Regions from separate parts of the Mus musculus genome. Here region 2 is linked to region 1. A link is a contact called in public HiChIP or PLAC-seq data. All regions are on one chromosome and are shown on one strand. The core of a region is the stretch at or near the end of the contact, and the rest is flanking DNA. Distances in the headings are between cores, read along the strand shown.

Region 1 (4,973 bases), core at 1,203-3,702:
AATTAGTGATCAGGGGGAAAAGGCCCCTTGTGGGTGGGACCATCTCTGTGCTGGTAGTCCTGGGTTCTATAAGAAAGCAAGCTGAGCAAGCCAGGGGAAGCAAGCCAGTAAGGAACATTCCTCCATGGCCTCTGCATCAGCTCCTGCTCCCTGACCTGCTTGAGTTCCAGTCCTGACTTCCTTTGGTGATGAACAGCAGTATGAAAGTGTAAGCTGAATAAATCCTTTCCTCCCCAACTTGTTTCTTGGTCATGATGTTTGTGCAGGAATAGAAACCCTGACTAAGACAGTCCACCTCCCTACATCGTCTAAAAAGTGGAAATTAAAACCATCTATCTACCTCTAAGGCTGAGATCTAGAAACTACTTTGAGAATCCTGCCAGACCAACCAGAAAATGGCCCATGCTTCAGTGCATAGCTAGGTCTGAGGGGAATGCTATAGAAGCATTCTATCTGTGAGCAACTCTTCCAGCCCCAAAGCTGCCAGGAAAGGCTGGGCCACGTCACTACCCGTGGTTCCTACTTGGCTCCTCCCTTTTCAGTCTAGATGAGCATGTTTACAAGCTAGTAGGGAGGAAAACCAAAGGCAGGCTGTAACGCCTTAGCTAAGATCACAGCGTAGCCCATCCCAGGCATTACCAGCCAGAACTCCCACATGAATGTCTGCAGGCAGCACACAGTGAGAGATCAACACAAGATGCCATCCCCAGATTTCTTAGTGACAAGCCAGGAAACTGGGAGCACACAATCTCATTTTAGGAAGGTATGAGTTTGAGGAACTGTAGTTTAGTCCCCTAATTTGTGGAGAACATCCCTTTAGCTCTATTCCTGCCTATACGTTCAGGGAGGCTGAACATTTGGGCATTGGCTTCCAGAAGGGAAGCCTTGGGTCTCATTGCAGGTTGCTGTCTGAGTTCTGGCAAACTGAGGAACTAGAACTTTGGCTATAGCTTGGGCCATAGCTCAGTGGTAGTGTGGTACATGGCCCTAGGTTCAATCCAGAAGGAGGAGAGAAAGAGGAGGAGGAAGACTCGACTAGGCCTGTAATCACAGTACTCAGAGGCTGAAAAAGGAGTATCACAGGTTCAAGTCTGGCAGAATTCTGGAAGCAAAGAAGGCAGATACCAGAATTCCAGAACTCCCAGAGCTACATAGACACTCTGTCTCAAAACAGACAAAAACAAAAGTAAAAGAAGTTCAGGGTCTATAGACTAAGAACCTGATCCAAACAAAACCAAACTACCGCTAACAAAAGCTCGGGCTTCAAATACTGTCCTAATGGAAGAAACTAGCTAGCTGGCTGGCTGGCTGGCTGGCGCCTGTTTACAAACTGAGAAGAGACTAGGTTGGGGAAGGCAATACTCTCACAGGTCACAAACAACCCTGGAAAGAAATGTTTCGTAATAACAATAATACAGCCATCCATGGTGATACATGCTTAGAATCCCAGCACAAGGGAGGTGGAGGCTGGGATTATCAGGAGTCCTGCCCTCTTAAACTGGAGAATCTTAAGCCCACCCACTGTCCAAGTTCTTTGGACGCTCTATCTCTCTCTCATAAGGCAACTAAGTTTGTACTGGCCTTTAGAATTGTCATCAACAATAAGCTCTCTGCAGAGGTTTTAAAGGCTGGGACCTGCCCACTGGTTCTGAGAACCAACTGCCCATCTCTCCTCCATAAGTCTGCACCACACTTTAAAGGGAAAAATGGAGAGCTTGGAGAAAGAGGCTGGGGAAGTGGTGTCCACCCACCACCCAGTTCTAGGAACTGTAGACCCTCAGTGCTTGAGGCCAAGAGTTGCTGGTACCTGTACTACCTGAGTTCTGGGTACTATGCAAGCTGTTCACCTGAGGTTAGAGATGTTGTTGGTACACACCCACCACCCAGGTTCTAGGATGCTACTGTCTATCTCTCTCATATGAGGACTTGAAAAACTTGAGAACTGGAAGCCCAGGTTCTGGGAGCCATCTACCCATCTCTCCCCTATGGAGCATCTGAGAAGTCCGCACTGGAATTGACGAACGGGAAGTTGGGCGCTTGACGTCCAAGGTCGGAGGTGTCGCTGTGCACCCACTGCCCAGATTCTAGGAGGAATCATTCGTCAATCTCCCATAGGAACACTGAGAAGTCCGCCCTGAAAGTCAGAACACTAAGCTGGACGCTCGATGCCCACCCGCCGCCCAGATTCTAGGATCGGTAGAAGCTCTCCGCCTGAGGTAGGAGATGCTGGCCCGCCCGCCGCCCAGGTTCTAGAAGCCGAAAGCCCATCTTCCAGTATTGGACTGCAGCGGAAGTCACCCGAGGTCGCTGAGCTGGGCGCGCCCTCCCGCCGCCCGCGCTCACCTGAGGCGCGCCGGCCCGCCGGGGTGGCCATGGCCGCAGGGTGAGCGCGAGACGCGGGTGGGTCCCAGCGCGCGCCGCGGTCACTGCAGCCTCGCTCCCTCCCGGCGCCGCTTCAAACCCTCCCGCATCAGCTGACATGCGCCGCGGTCACGTGAGCGGGGCGCCTGAACTGAACACGTGACAAGCGCGACCCTTTCTAAGGGGCGGGGCAGAGCCTCCCAGCAGTGCGCATGCGCCCCTCGCTGGCCGCTTGTGGACTAAAAATAGTCGCGCGGTCCTAGTGCCGATAGCAACTCTAACAAAAGGTCTGAGGGACCCACTGGCTTCTAGGTGTGGCGGGAACTGGATCCGATCTGGCTCGGCGACAGCCTTGTAACTTCTGAGTCCAGAGCTTCACCTGTTACCCTCAGTAGTGTCCGGCGATGATCCGGCGTCCTAAGCCGAAAATATCCGCCCCTCTACTCCCAGAAACCTTTTCTGTCTCCCATCTGAGCTACAAGCAAACCGTTTCCTAAACCAAATAGAACCGTATTTTAACAGTCCAAAGACTTTCTGCGCTACTGCAACAGCCTCAGTCCTATCTTTTACAGCCAGTCTCCTCCTACGGAGAGTCCAGGACCTCCAAAGAATTTCCACCTTCTAGAACCTCCTGGTGACTTCCCAAGGCTTTGCAACGACCAGAAAACTTCCCACTTAAACTGACCGCTGGTCTGCCATTCACCTCTTTATGGCAGTCTTGCTTGGAACTTGATAGTTAAAAACGCAGCTCTGCAAGGAAGACAATTTGAGTGTAAATCTAACCATCACTTCAAAACTTTCCACCGTGCCTTAAATTGTGAGCTAATTTCTATTTATTTATTTATTTATTTATTTTGGTTTTTCGAGACAGGGTTTCTCTGTAATAGTTCTAGCTGTCCTGGAACTCACTCTGTAGACCAGGCTGGCCTCGAACTCAGAAATCCGCCTGCCTCTGCCTCCCAAGTGCTGGGATTAAAGGCACGCACTACCACTGCCTGGCCCTTTTATTATTAATAATAATCAATTGAAATTTTCTTGTTCTTTGCAAAACGGGATTCACCCAGGATTACCTGCCTCCCAGAGCTGTACAAAGGATTCAATGAAATAATTCAGACCATCTCACAGTACTGGGGATGTAGCCCAGTTGATAGGGTGCTTGCTCAGCAGGCACAAACTGGGATCAGTCCCCAGCGCTGTGGAAACATGGCATGATGGCCCTTGCAGTCCAATAACATTGGTAAGTATTATAATACTTTCTCAAAAGCCAGGCATTGAGGCTAGGGAGATGGCTCGGTGCAATAGTCAGGGAGGTGGTTCACTGGCTCAGGTGCTTGCCATGAAAGCATGAAGATCTGAATTCAGATCCCTAGAATTTGTGTAAAAACTAAGGCCTGGTACCTGTAATCCCAGCATTGTGGAGGCAGAGATGAGAGGATCCCTGGGGCCTGGGGCCAACAGTTTAACCAGTCTGTGAGCCCCAGGATAAAAGTGAGGGGCTGAAGAGATAGTGCATCAGTGAGGAGAACTGGTTCTGGTAGAGGACTCGAGTTCAGTTCCCAGCATCCACATGGCAGCTGACAACTGCCTATAATTCCAGTTCCACTAGATACAATGTCCTCTTCTGACCTCCAAAGTCAACAGTCATGGGGCACAGACTTACCTGAAAGCAAAATACTTATAAATATATAATAAAAATTAAATTTTAAAAAAGTAAAGACTTGAGGAAGATGCCAACCTGAATCCCTCGCCTCTATGTGTGCATACACACAGGCACTGTCATCCACACCTACAAGTCCATATGCTGCCACCACACACACACCACACACACACCACATACACACTACACACACACACTCACACTCACACACACCACATACACACACACTCACACACACAGAGGGGGTAAGCGTGTTGGGCTGTTTAGAAGATGGATATTGAGGTCAGCTAGGTCTGTGTAGTGATACCCTACCCTCCAAATAAAGCAAAAACGTTCCTCAGGAAAAGTGATCCTTCCATCTTAATCAGAAATCTTGCTATGGTTTTAGAATGTTCCACCCTCTGTCCTTGGTTTTGAGATATTTCTAAACTAGAATTGACCAAACTGTGTTGGTCTTGTTTTCTTCTGGGACCTCAGTATTATATGTTTATTAGGGCATGATGGCTAACACCTATAATGCTAGCACTCAGGGGGTTGAGGCAAGCCTGGACTATATAGTACATTCTAGGCCAGCCTGGGTTACAAAATGAGACCCTATCTCAATAAACAAATAAACCAACACATAAGGTGAAGAGATGGTTTCAATGATTAAACTTGGGTCAGTACATAGGACCCACATGGCAGTTCACAGCTGCCCATTGCTCCAGTTTCAGGAGATCCAGCATCATCTTTTGGCTTCCCAGAGAGGCATCAGGCTTGCACATGATGCACTTACATGTGGGCAAAACACTCATACACACAAAATAAAAATTTAAATAAAATAAAGCAAGCTGATAGATGGCTTATTAGGTAAAGGCACTTGCTGCCAACCCTGATGACTTGAGTTCAATATTCAAAACCTTTATGGTAGGAAAACCAACCCCTGAAAGTTAGCTGACCTCCACACACAGATGCT
Region 2 (4,973 bases), core at 1,475-3,974, 1.3 Mb before region 1:
TAAAGACTTTTTAGAATTTAATGAAAATGAAGACACATCATACCACCTATGCGACACAATGAAAGCAGTGGCAAGAGGAAAACTCATAGCTCTAAGTGCCTCCAAAAAGATACTGAAGAGAGCTTACACTAGCAGCTTGACAGCATACCTGAAAGCTCTAGAAGAAAAAGAATAAAATACATCCAAGAGTGTTAGATGGCAGGTAATAATCAAACATAGGGATGAAATCAACCAAATATAAACAAAAAGAACTATACAAACAATCAACAAAACCAGGAGCTGGTTCTTTGAAAAAAATCAACAAGATAGAATCAATATCCAAATTAATAAAATCAGAAGTAAAAGAGAGACATAACAATGAAATATATCTTAAAATAATCATTCTGTTTGTTAAATATTAACAGTTTGTATTTTATAATTTGTATGTTGGACTTTTAAACAGAATTGAGACTGTGATAAACTGTAGGGATTTTGAAGCTGAACTAGATGCCTTTCACAATATAATATTGCTATAAGCCTATGGAGGCCAGGGAGTCGAGTGTGGTAGTGTGAATACAGATGAGCCCCATAGGTTCATATATTTGAGGTTTGGAGGCTTCAAAAGTCTCCCACCATCCCCAGGGCTGATGAAGCAACGGAATGATACTGATGCTTCCACTCTCCCAAGCTGAGCTCTACCTGGAGTAGCACAACTTCCCAGAACATTGGACTAGACTAGTCTACAAAAGACTAAAAGTTTGATTCTGGAAATTCTTTTTTTTTTTTTCTGTTACTGAAAATAGACTTTTTTTCATACAACATACCTCAAGAAGTGACATCGAGGATGAGAAAGAATTAAGTTAAGGTGCTACTGAGATACCTGTGGCAAGCTGGTAAAGATGGCAATCTACAGAGCAAAACGAGGTGATACAAAAGAAACTTTGTCTCATGGGAGCCACTGGGAAGGGGCTGGGAGACTAGGGGGGAAAAAAACATAACTCTCTAGAATCTGGTTCACCTCAGGCCTCAATTAGTCACCTCAAACACCGACATCTTGATGACTAACAGCCAGCCACCAGAGCAAGAGGACATGGAAAAGCTATTGAATTAGCTTGGAGAAGTTATTCAACTTTTTCATGAGGTCTGTACCTCATTGTGAAATGAGTAGACCGTACTGCTACGTCTTATCTCATTGGAATATTTTTTAAGAAAACATGCTTTTTCAGTACATAGCAAGGAGCAGATTACTGGGGGATAGCAAGACTAATTCCTGAAGACTGATAAAATATTTATGTATTAATTTACATATGTTTTGTGATACATGCATGTTCATGTGAGTGTGTGGACATAAGTGTAGATAACAGATGATTAGGTCTGGTGTCTTTTTCTATGGCTCCCCACCTTATTTTTTGAGATAAGTTCTCTCACTGAACCTGAACTTTGCCAATTTGGATAGACTTGCTGACCAATAAGATCCAGGGTGGTCCTGTCTCCAAACCATCCCTCTTCCAGCACTGGGATTACAAATGGTTACTATCATATCTAGTTTTTTATGTGGGTCTGGGGACCAAACACGTCCTCATGCTTGTCTAGCAAATATCCCATCAGTTGAAACATTTTTCCAGCTCCATAGAATGATTTTTGAAATTTAAATAAGATATTGTAGGTAAAACTTGCTGGCAGTATTTTGTATAGTAAATAATAGCTATTAACGTTAGTTACAGTTTAATTTATTAAAAGTTAATCAAATAGCATACTAAATATAACTTTTTGAGACGTTTTACCATATCACCCTTACTGAACTGGAATTTGATTTGTAGACCAATCTGGCCTGGAACTCCTAGAGACCTACCTCCTGTCTCTGTCTCTGCTTCTGACTCTAGAGTAGTAGAATTAAAGGCATATGCCACCACAGCCTATCTAAATATAATTTAACATTACTTGAAACTACCCAGTGTCTGGTTCCTGATGGTGACAGTGACAGAGCTGCTTATACCAACATTCTAATATTGCTTCATCTGTAGCCAGCTCCTGAGTCATGAAGGGATTTACACACACACACACACACACACACACACACACACACACACACGTAATAGCATTCACTAGCAGTGGCTAAAACACATACATGTTTTTGTTTGTTTGTTTGTTTGTTTGTTTGCTTTTGTGTTGTTTGTAATGATCTACTGTAATTGACAACCACACTGATTAAGCCAATTAAAACTTTTACGTCCTTTTTATTGGAGATCAAACTTGAGCCCCTAAAAACTTACTTGTTGACAAAGCTCAAGGATATATAGTTTTAAAGGTAAACCAAAGTAAAGTGGGTGTTAGAGTAATCTTGAAGCATTTATTATTAGCAGAAAATAGTAGTTATTTTAGACATAACTTGCTAATTATTTCGTTTAATACCTCTGACCATGGCCAAGGCTCTGGAAATCTTAAAGGTGTTGCCAAGGTCAACTGACCTAAAAACTCTTTAAGCAAACATAGAGTCAATCAAGATGGCATATCTTAATCATTTCACTTTCATTATCTTTTCTACTATGCTCAACATCCAAGTTTGCCTTGCTGATTTTTGAGAAAGCATTCCAAATTACATCAACATTCAACTTCCTTTTGTTACTGGGAAGAACTTGATCGAGAACAGTCCGCCAATCCCACAGGTGGCGCTGAAGGACTATCAGAGCAGTTACTGAAAGCTGAAGATGCTCCTCTAGTCGAGTACTGACGCTAGAGATGTCGTCATCGCGTTCTGGTTTGTGACAGCCGCCCGCGTAAATTTGAAATGGCTGATGATTTGCGGGCTGGTGGAGTTCTGGAACCTATAGCTATGGTTCCACCGAGACCTGACTTGGCGGCGGAGAAGGAACCGGCGTCCTGGAAGGAAGGTGAGCACCTCAACCCGAGTCGGAGAGCTGTTTTCGTGGTTGCCGGCCGGGCCTGGCCACCCTAAGGACGCGATTACCTGGGTGGGGAGTTCTGTGCTGGGTCTGGCCCCGCTCTCACGACTTCGGAGTCGGGAGATACTGTGGCCAATTTAGGCTCTCTATCCTCCTGACTCAGCTTCCGGAGAAGAGAAGGGGTTGGATCTGGGTGGACATTCCCCAGACGGAAGGGACTCAGGGGGCTTTGTATTCATTTATTTCATGAGCCAAGTTTTTGTTTGTTTGATTGATTGATTGATTGATTGATTGATTTGTTTTTAACCTACATCTAAGGGATCATGTGCTACGCTTCTCCTTTTTAAAAACAACCTTGAACTCTCATCCTATGCACTGGGGACAGATGACAGCAGAGCTGAGTTTGGATAGAATCCAGAAATAGAATTGACCCAGCTTTTCTTTTCTTTTCTTTTTTCTTTTTTTCCAACACAAACCACCAGCATTTATTTCCTGGGCCTAAGTATCAGTCTTTTGGTAAAAAGGGCAAAGAATTGGTCAGTTAGTTTTGAATCCAAATCCTTTCCCCAAACTGGATCTGTGAGGCGCCATGAGGAAACTTAGAGCTGCATAGATCATCAGAACTGAGCTTAAACCCGCTTTCAAAACAAAACCAAAACCCAAAACCAAAGCAGAAGAAAAGTGATTGTCAGCTTCTCTCTCTCTCTCTCTCTCTCTCTCTCTCTCTCTCTCTCTCTCTCTCTCTCTCTCTCTCTCTCTCTGAAAAAGTTATGTTTTTTTAAAAATGTAAAAGAAGCTTTAAAAAAGGGCTAGGAAGATCTTCCTGACAGACAGGCTGGCTGGAGGGTGAGTGGTGACAGGACAGTCCCTGTCCAGGTGGCAGCTGCTCACCTAGGGGCAGGGCCTGGCTCAAGCCCCGCCTAGCTGAATAAATAATATCTCGTGGTGCTGGTTGTCTTCAGAGTGTACCTGAGCACCGTGGGGAGGTGGGGAAGAGTGGAGCCTGCGGTGTGGGTGGAGGACTTGGCTGGAGTGGGGGCCACAGAGGATTCCATGAGGCTCTCAGTCGGCCTGGCTGGCCAGGGCTCCAGTCCGGGAGGTACAGCAGGTCTCTTCCAGCCTTGGGACCACAGGCAGACTCAGGACGAGGTGTTCGCATCACTGCTCTCAGGCTGGCTGCTGGCTTCCTTGTCTGGGGTACTTCCCTCTGCCTGTGCTTCTCCCTCAAGTGCGAGCTCGCCCATGTCTCCAGCGAGCTTCCGCATGCTCACGGCCTCCGAGTCTCCCTGGATGTCAGGGACTGCATTCCGATGGCCTGTCCGGTCGCAGGAGATGAAGTCCGAGTAAGAGGACTCGACTTCCATCATGCCTGTCGCATCGCTCCTCAGGCCTGACCAAGGGACAACCAAGAAACATGGGTGCTAATACTGCCTTGAATGTGGCCGTGGGATTTTCAAAGCTCACAGCAGAAGTCCAGGTGGTCTCTCTCTGACTGTATAGCAAGTCTAGTCTAATTCCGTTTTCCTGCCTGCATCTCTTCAGGTTTTTCACTCTTGATTAGCCAGTGCAGAAGGTCTGCCGCCTTGTCGCCTCATAGAGCCCCAGCCCTAACCCAGCTTTTCTAACCCTCAGCTTCATTGTACCTAATCATGGGAATTTTATTTGCCAAACTGTGACCTTACATATGCTAGGAAAGAGCTCTACCATCCCCAGTTCCTTTTTTACTTTGAGGCAGGGCCTCTACATAGTCCTGGCTGACCTGAAACTCACTATGTAGACCAAGCCAGCCTCCAACTCAGAGTTCCACCTGTACTGGAGGCTCAAGGCATGAACCACCGTGTCTGGCCTTGATGATTTTTAAAGCTAGTTTATATTAACACATTCAGTTATAATGTGTAATGGACAGAGTTAGGTTGATGTGAGAAATCATAGGTGTGACTTAATTCTTCAACAAGCGTACTTTGTGAACAGCCAAAAGTTTCATATGTACAGATGCCTTAGAAAACAGCCAGTATTTCCAATGTGAAAGCGTTATAATATGAAGAGTCAGCTTTAAAGTGTCTGTCTGTAAGGAACTAAACTTGTATGCTA

The links. HiChIP or PLAC-seq counts read pairs in DNA pulled down with a chosen protein or histone mark.
Region 2: a contact with region 1 is called in an H3K27ac HiChIP or PLAC-seq map of microglia, with 4 times the contacts expected there. The contact joins the promoter of Shcbp1 here to the promoter of Mcoln1 in region 1. A contact is called at or near these places in 1 of 39 promoter capture datasets (erythroid cells), 1 of 484 Hi-C or Micro-C datasets (B cells) and 1 of 115 datasets of contacts at active chromatin or transcription factors (microglia).

Annotation. Positions count from the first base shown.
Region 1 is chr8:3,497,998-3,502,970 of GRCm38.p6, reverse strand. Mcoln1 (mucolipin 1) reads right to left here and starts at 2,452. Exons shown (of 14, transcript NM_053177.1): 1 at 2,344-2,452. The coding sequence starts at 2,374.
Region 2 is chr8:4,777,318-4,782,290 of GRCm38.p6, reverse strand. Shcbp1 (Shc SH2-domain binding protein 1) reads left to right here and starts at 2,724. Exons shown (of 13, transcript NM_011369.3): 1 at 2,724-2,870. The coding sequence starts at 2,768. It also overlaps the pseudogene Gm6334.